2 separate regions of the Mus musculus genome follow, and region 2 is linked to region 1. Evidence: chromatin contacts called from public HiChIP or PLAC-seq data. All regions are on one chromosome and are shown on one strand. Each heading gives the region's core, a stretch centred on a gene start, on an enhancer-like site or on the middle of the called end of the contact. The rest is flanking DNA. Distances are from core to core; before and after follow the strand shown. Region 1 holds the start of Alad (aminolevulinate, delta-, dehydratase). Region 2 holds the start of Tnfsf8 (tumor necrosis factor (ligand) superfamily, member 8).

Region 1 (4,304 bases), core at 995-3,494:
TGCCGACTTAAAAGAAAAAAAGCTCTATTCAATCCCTCACAGTTTGATAGGAGAAATGAAGGGATGGAAGGCCACCTGAACTCACACAGTGAGTAAGGCAGAGGTAGGGACTAGCCTGAGACTTCCAGCCCAAGGCCCTGTACTATACAGCGTGTGATAGCAGATGCTTAATGAACGTCCATAGAGTGGGAAGGTGCCCAGAGTTGCTTCTGTTTTATAGAACCAATTCTAGATCAGGGTTTTTCTTTGAGAGAAGTCCTTCAGAGTCTGGAAGATTTCCAAACATGGGCAGGGCACTTTCCACAAATTAAGGGGGTTTGCAAACTTGAGCTTAAACCCTGTGCCTCATACAGTAACACAGGGGCCTAGGAATACAGGAACACAAGACCACAGGGGCCCAGGCTACCTTCTCTCCCATTGTACAACAGGTTCACTCTGCTAGCAAGCTGTACAAGGTATTGCAGAAACAACTGTTTCTGGGCCAAACAATCCCAGAGTCGATTCTATAACGACGGGCAAGGCCTTTCAGATCCTCCCCCACTTTTTTTTTTTCTTTCAAGATTTAAAATGTGCTGATATTATCAAGCCTGCGTGAAGATCAGATTACTGATGAGGTATGTCTAACACCACGGTAGCAGCGGCAAGTAACGCTAAATGTATGGCTAGTGCTGAGCTGGGATGAGTAGGCTGTACTGTGTCTGACCCTTCGCCACACCTAGGGAAGGACATACATTCCAGCCACTGCCTGAGGTGAGAGAGGCTAGCCGCCCTCCAGCAGCACGTACTAGACAAGAAGGAAAAGGAACACTGTAGTTTCTTAGAGACACTGCGGGGTAGCTTTTCTGAAAGACTGTAAAGGTCTCACCTCCCTTAGGAGGTAGCATCCCACAACCTGGGAGTGAGACTGCCACTGGGAGCAGCTGAGAGAAAGCTTCAGAGCCTGGGCTCCCAGGTTGTACCCCACAAAGAATTCCGGAGGCTGTGCTCTTGGCATAAATAGTAGTGAAGTGGTGCCAGCTCGAGCAGGCTCTGCCCTGGCTAGGGAGGAGACAAGTCAGGAGGGCCAGCTAGGTAGAAGGTTCAGAGCTGGGAAATCTGAAGCCCAAAGAGGCCCAGGAAAGGCATCTGTGGGCAGTTCTGAAAAGGTACTGCCCGGTGGCTCATTTGCATTTCCTGCACACTCTAGCTGCCACCTGCCACGGTGTTAGGAGGGGTTAAAGAAGAGACCTTAGACCTCATCTAGTGTGGGCGCTTAATCCCCCCTGCTGCCCGGGTCTAGACATTTCAAGCTAGGAGTTGCCTTTCCACAGACTGCTAAAATATTCTGGCTGAGAGCTTTTACATCAAACAACTGTAAAACTGAACTCGAGAAGGGCAGGTCTCATACAGCAGGTCAGCTATAAATATGGTCCAAACTTCTGGAGTCTAGCAGCCCTCAGTCCTCACCAGGACTTTTGGCATTAGAAGGACAGAGTTCACACGTTATAGTCCCAGTATGGAAGAGGCGACAGAGATTCCAGGTGAGAGTAGGGGAAGAAAGGTTTAACCTAGACCTGGCCACGGCTGGTAGCAGGGTGGTTAGTATGTGACTTTGGGATTTAAAAGGCATGGGGACAAATTCTTGTTTCAAGCTGCATGACTGCTTTTCTTCTCATGTGGTCTGGGTCTTAAGCGGATCTCAATGGATCGTTGTATGACTGAATGAGCAGAAGCAGGAGAGACCTAGCACAAGCGACCCTTATTGTTTTCCCCACTTCTCCAGCCTGCCAGACAGATCGCGCTCTGCAGAAACCGAGGCTACCCCTGAGGCCTCCGAGAAAGGGGGCGGGTGGAGCCCATCTTTGAGTCCCGAATCCCGGACGCAGCAAGACCTTGTAGCGGCAAGAATCCCGCCCACTCTAGTAGGTGCATAGGGACAGCGTCTCCGCTACAGCGTCAGAGCTTCGGGAACACAGCGCCATAGGGGTGCACCTCACCTTGTTCTGGGGTCCCGTCCCCCTTCAACCCGCCACTTCCCAGAGGCCGGCGCCTGCTCACGTACCAAGGACGCTGCTCGCCGCCGCTCCGAGCCGGGCTCTGGACACCGCGCTCTCCCGCTCTAAAAGCGCAAGCCCACGTGGGGGCGGGGCGGCTCACCCGGAAGCGGCTCCCGTACCGCCCGCCCCTCCGGGAATGCAGCTTACGCTCCCTTCGGGGCAGTCTCCGGATCACTGGTCAGCTCGCGCGGCCAGATCCACGCTGAGCGGGGCTGGAATCTTGGCCAATCCAGAGTTGCCCGAGAGCCCGCCCGTCTCCCCGCCCCCCAGCTCGGGTCTCACTTGAGGTGGGAAGGCCCGAGGGGGTCCACGTGGGCATTCGGAGCCTCTGGGAGGTGCCCTGGCTTGCAATCCGAACTCATCCCAGAGTTCACTTGACGGTCTATTCTCAGCCCGGAGCAAAAATTGACTGCGTTGCTCACTGGTAAAAGAACAATTGGATGTCAACGGCATTAAAACACCTCGGTAATGCCTAACACCGCGGGTAAATACGTTCAGCAGCAGACTGACTGTCTAGATTTATTTATTCTATGTAATTGATTATCCAGCCCCTATCTCATGGGTTGAGAGATATGAAAGACATTGGAAAAAAAAAAAAGCCGAGAAAACTAACCATCCAAGTATGCTAGGAGATCAGGTTTATCTACAATGGATACATTAAAATTTGGAGTATAAAAGGGAGTAAATTTGGTGGTGCATGCTTTTAATCTTAGCACTAGGTGACAAAAAACCAACCAACCAAACAAACAAACAAACAAACAAACCAAACCCAAAACAAACAAAACAGAAAACAAACAAACCAAAAAACAATTAAAAAAAGAAAAATTCTGACCAAAGGTCTGGGGAAGACTGGAGCGTGGGGTCTAGAGAGGTTTATGGGGCTTTGACAAAGACTTGAGAGTGGCAAGGGCCCTCTTTGTGGAGGGAGCCTTGGGGAATGCTCACTAGGGAGGAGGTGATAAAATTATTTTGGAGGTAAAAGTGGGCAGTTGTGTAATAATACTGTAAATGTTCTAGGTACCACCAGATCTTCATTTTAAAAATGTTTAAGATCTGTGAACTCATCTTGGTTTTCAATAATTCACTAGAAAAATTGAACTTAAAGTTGTAACAAGAGAAGCTGGGTGAAGGGTATGAGAGTGTTGTAGCTTGTCAGAAAACCCTCACCCACAAAGAGCACAGAGACCACCATCATTGCAAAAACTCATGAGGATTTTACTTATCCAGCATGTTGGGGACTCCCCTCTCAGCTGGCAGGCAGGAGGAGAGACCCAGAACAAAGAAGGAACACACTTTTTATACCTTTGTAAGGGTTGGATATAGGCACCAGGGTAGTTTGGCTTATTTTAATTGGTGTAGCCAATAATCTTTTTAGACATTGGTTGGTTTATGTAGGGTGACTCTTATTTTGTCTGTCCTTGTGTGTGTTTTAGTGAGGCGGGGCAGGAGGATTGTTAATTTTGTTTTTGACCGTTAAAACTATGTTTCTATATTTGTTTAGTCAGCCAGCTTTTTATCTGGCTCTGTACTTGGCCTGCTAGTACAGTTTGGAAAGTCCTTTTGAAGGGGGAAGGTACAGGGTAGTCTTGAACTTATTTTTGGATATTACAACAGGGAAAAAACTTATGGAAGACCTCAAAGATTCTTTCCAGATGTTGTATTCCTTACTTTTAAATCCAAATCTCCATTCCCAGAAAAGGTTTCTTCTTAGAATGTTAAAGTCTAGTTAAGGGATTGAGCAGAACAAACCAAAGACATGGAAGAATTTGGTTTTCGGTTTTGTTTGAACATGCTAGCTAAGCAAGCGCTATGTCACTGAGCCCCTTCCATTCTTGACAGCCTTATGGCGGAGATTAGATGGTAGGGTGAGCCCTTCTTACACAAGCCTTGAATAACAGGTTTAACTATGGATTTGATCTCATTGAAAGCAAAGGTATATTCTAGGAAGATCTACTTGGTACTTAGTACATACAATTGAAATTGAGTTCAAAGGACGTCACAGGATTACAAATGGGCCTTGAAGGGTAGGTCTAGCACCGTGCTCTTGGGAATTAAGAAACAATGTTTCTTCTGGGAAGGAAAAGGCCTATTATTAACCAAAGGACCACTGCAGTTCTTGGTGAATTTTGATTTATAAATTTTACTTATGACTTGAGAACTGTGTGTACTGGAGAACATAGAGCTGTGGTTAATAGCCGGGTGTGGTGGCGCACGCCTTTAATTCCAGCACTCGGGAGGCAGAGGCAGGTGGATTTCTGTGTTCGAGGC
Region 2 (4,304 bases), core at 713-3,212, 1.3 Mb after region 1:
CAACAGTGGATGGGAGCTGCTTCTGCACAGTGCCACCATCAGCCTTCCCCACCTTGGCTTCTTCCCCACACCCAGCAGTTCTGCCTGTGTCCTCTGAATGACAAATGTCTTCAGGCTACTCTAATCTCTCTTGCCTGGCCATTACTGCAAAACAATATACATCTGGTGTATGGAAAATCAGAGTGACAGAAAGTAGAGAATGTGGAGAGAAGAGAAAGTGCCCAGAGGTTTGTCTGCGAGTCCTTCTTGGCCTGATGCAAACGATCCATGAACTGATGTGTCCCATCAGCTCTGCAGGCCAAGTGTGAATAACTCCCTTCTTACACTGCCAAGGAGGAAGGAGCTTTAAAGCTTTATTTCAATATCCATACTTGCTGATACTTGTAAGGCCCTAGCTTTCAGCAACTAGTATGCTGCAGAGTCTGTGGTCCAAGGCAACTTGGAAGAATTATAAATTAGGTGAGTTCACACTTGGGCAGGGTGTTGCACCAGTGGTATTCATACAGTATCCAAATCACCATGCCTGGATCTCACCCCAAGCCTGTGAGTCATGTGAGCTGACCACGCAGTCCTTTCCAGACAGTGTGTAAGAGTTCTCTCTCAAGGATACTTTTCTAAGCTACGGTTTGACTTTCTCCCCCTACCCCCATTTCAAACAAACGAAATTTCCCAAGATGGTGTGGCCCTGCACATTATGTGTGCATCTCAGAGGGTACAGGTGACAAAAACACTGCTACTTTTCAACACCCTGAACTCTTCAAAGCCAGTGGCTTGTGAGGAAGCTTTCGATTTCTTTTGTGGGTTTTAACATTGAAATAGCAGAGCTCTGGGAAGACTTGGCCTCTCTCTCTCTCTCTCTCTCTCTCTCTCTCTCTCTCTCTCTCTCTCTCCCTCTCCCTCTCTCTCTCCCTCTCTCTCTCTCTCTCTCTCTCTCTCTCTCTCTCTCAAATATCACAGTCTTTAAAAAGTAGCTCCTCACTAAAAACAAGCAAGCAAGCAAGAAAACAACCACAACAAACAAACAAACAATAGCAACAACAGACTCTCGGCAAAAGAGAGGCCTCAGAAGTCCTGGGAGCACGGATTGAGGACATAACCTTAGAATTAGGATGAGCGCCTTACAGAGGTGATACCCACATGCGCACTCGCCATCAGGGCTCCCTATGCTTCCTCCCTCCATACTGTGAGGCTGTGACCCATCTGGGCTTCAATCTTAACTTCTCAAGGTCAGCAGCTCTTCTGTTGGCTCCAGTACATCTGGAAATTTTTGAGCTCATGTCCAGTTCTATTTCTTTTAAAAAATTCCCACTGAGTGCAGAAAGTTCATTTCTAGTTTTTCCCCTTTTCTCTGATATAATCTCTCTCTATATATGCATAGTTTTACTTATTTTCACTTTTTAAATTTTTTTTTTTTTTTTTTTTTTTTTTTGCTCCTAGTTAAACTATTCATTAGCTTCCCAGAGCTGTTCCTCTAGAGGACACACATTATAAATGAGGAAAGAAAAGCAGAAAAAAGATGTTTACTCACCTTTTTCTGGACTACCAGTACCAGAATGATCGCCACTGCCACAACAAGGCACACCAGTGCGGTGGTGCTGAGGTAGAAGTAGCTGCGACTTGTGCTTCTCCAGGGCCTCGTGCTTCTCCAGGGGCTGGCTACCGAGCCGGGCTGCACCTGCATGGCTGGGTCAGGGGAAGGAGCCCCACAGCTGCCTGCTTGTTGCAGCCCTGGCTCCATGCTTTATATAGTCTGTCCCACATCACACCTTATCTCTCCTCATCTGATTCGGTTCTGTACCCAGCTCTGTTCCAAGAAGGATTTTCCCCTGCATCCTGGATCATGTGACTTGGAAAAAAGCCTTCACCAGTTGCCGGATGGAGAAACTCTTCTCTGGGGGCGTGAGGCGAAGGGTGGCTGCAAGGGTGGGGGAGAGGTTCATTTTTCATCGCCTGGGATTAATCTGAGTGCAGAGAAATTGTAGCGAGATAGACGATGGTTGATGTCAGCGGGTGGTAGGAAGGAGACAGTTCCGCGTGAGTGTACACCAACCACTTCTGTTTCCTTTAGGCTCAGCCACAGAACGCCTTGCCGCGGGGACCCTGCACACTGCATGATCCATGCTGGTGGCCCAGGAAGCTTCCAGATTAGTCTCTTTGCTGGGTCCCTGGAGATGGCAGTCCTTTGTCAGCAGCACAATGACTGTTGGGGTTGTCCAACAATTACAGCATGCTCTAAACTGGAAACATACCCATTTCTGGGAAAGAAGAGCCCACTGTTTGGGCATTTACCTACCTGGAGACAAGGTTGTGGCAGTAGGATATTTGAGGATAGTTTCAAAGACATGGTGAGAGAAGAGGAATTTGGAAATAATTTGCTGTTGAACCAAAGCTCCTCTATCTCTTGCAGGGTGCTCTCCAGGGCTGTTAAATTTGCCGATGAAACTGGCTTGCCCTAAAGTTCATACTAGGGGAAGAAATTAGTGAGGGGGTCAGGAAGGGGAGGCTCAGTGCTGTGGAACGAGTGTGTGAAGTGTCTGTGGGTTGTATGGGGGTGCAAATAGTGTTCCAGGTGTTTGTGATGAGTTTGTGGACAGAGGTTACTAGAATTGAACATTCTGGCTCAGGTACAGTCTTGGGAACTTGGCTTAGAGGCTGACTTCACACTCGTCACCAGCCTCAGAGGCAAGTAGTATTTCTTCTTCACAGCATAGAGAACTGAGACCCAGCATAAAAGCATTCTTAATCAAATCTACCAGTGTTAATCTAATGGTAAAACTTGGTGGTATATGCAAACCAGCCTGGCTCCAAAAGCCTGCCGGACCCTTTCCTTACAGGCTGAAAACCTCAGGTTGCATCTTAGCCTTTCCTCTTCTCAGCATTGCTCCTTGAATAAGTCAACGCAGCCCCTGCTTTCACCCCAGTCTGCTTTGCAGTCATGGGGAAGATCAAACAGGATGATGTAAGAGGGCTTCCTGAATGGGAATGGACTTGGCAGCTGTTGTTGAACAATTCCTGTTAAACAGCCCAAGTTGCCCTCTGGGCCATGTCTGGAATTTCATATAATAAATAGATTTCTGGGACACAGAGCTGGATCGTATCTGTTGCTATGAATGACCTTTCTTTCAGAATATTCTCTAAAAGCTTCAGAGCTGCCTCCAGATGTGGCCTTCTGAAACCTCACTTGCTATTTCCCTTGAGGTAGACAGCACCTTCTCTTTTGACTATACACTACCTCTGCAGGTCACAGGACATGTCAGAAGCCCCAAAGAAATGCCGGATCCAAAGCCCAGCTCAGATTATTTAGCTTTCTGGATCTGTGTAGATCTCTCTTTGAGCATTCTGCAAGGCAGCTTAGACTTAGGAGATGGTCTAGAGGCCCTTTTTGGTGAGTTTATAAAATGAAAAACCACAGAGGAGGGATAGGTAGTGAGGAATGAACTGGTGAGTATCTTCTTCGAGGGCAGTGTCTCCATCTGGTTGTCAAGGAAACTGAGCCTGGGGTTTGGAAGACAGATTTGTCCTTAGCCACTTGTCCTGCTGGTTTAGATAGGGCAAGGCAAGTTAGTGTTTTGGGGGGGTACACTTGTTTGATTTGGGGAGAAAGCCTTGTCCTTTGGTAGGTACGGACAGGGAGTGGGTGGCAATCTGCCCAGAGCTGCTGAGAACCGGCTGCTCCCTTGGCCCTCTCTGTTTAGCCCCTTTGATCGAAGTGGAAAACTTCTGATTGCTGAATGGAAGCTGTGGGTGTTGAAAAATAAAAAGGCTTCGTTTAAAGTTCAGGTCTTCCTGAAGGCCCATGGGGCTGAGGAGGCAGTGGAAAAAAATGTTTGTCTTATACTTACAGTTTTGCATATTGTACATTGTCCTAGGAGGGAGGGCTGACAAGGGGGAAAATCACCCTTTGTTCTTAGAACCTTCTGAACAGTTGAGATTTTCAGATCAGTCACTAACAGTTTGTGGGCCCAACTTCACTTCTTTTGTGGTTGCATCCTCTGCTAGTGAAATTTCAGAGGCACCCTATTCCCTACTCCTGTTGTCTTCACCTCCTCTATGCTTTTCATGTGTTGCAAGATCTGGTCCAGGCAACCTAGCAGTCAACTCCCTGTGATAACAGGCTCTTTTCAATTTCTACCTAAGCCACACAAGGTGCATGTGGCAGGATCCTACAGGTTCCTTGCTGAGTTATTTTCAAATCCTTCTTGGAGGTAAAACTGCACAGGAAATGTTAAAAAAAAAAAAAAAAAAAGCAGAACTTGGCCGGAGCAGAGGAAGGTCAGGTAGAAAGGCTGAGCCTAGCTGATTGC

Evidence for each region. HiChIP or PLAC-seq counts read pairs in DNA pulled down with a chosen protein or histone mark.
Region 2: a contact with region 1 is called in an H3K27ac HiChIP or PLAC-seq map of microglia, with 8 times the contacts expected there. The contact joins the promoter of Tnfsf8 here to the promoter of Alad in region 1. A contact is called at or near these places in 1 of 39 promoter capture datasets (pre-B cells) and 1 of 115 datasets of contacts at active chromatin or transcription factors (microglia).

The regions. Positions count from the first base shown.
Region 1 is chr4:62,517,819-62,522,122 of GRCm38.p6, forward strand. Alad (aminolevulinate, delta-, dehydratase) reads right to left here and starts at 2,245. Exons shown (of 12, transcript NM_008525.4): 1 at 2,042-2,245.
Region 2 is chr4:63,859,322-63,863,625 of GRCm38.p6, forward strand. It overlaps Tnfsf8 (tumor necrosis factor (ligand) superfamily, member 8), which reads right to left and starts at 1,963. Exons shown (of 4, transcript NM_009403.3): 1 at 1,529-1,963. The coding sequence starts at 1,738.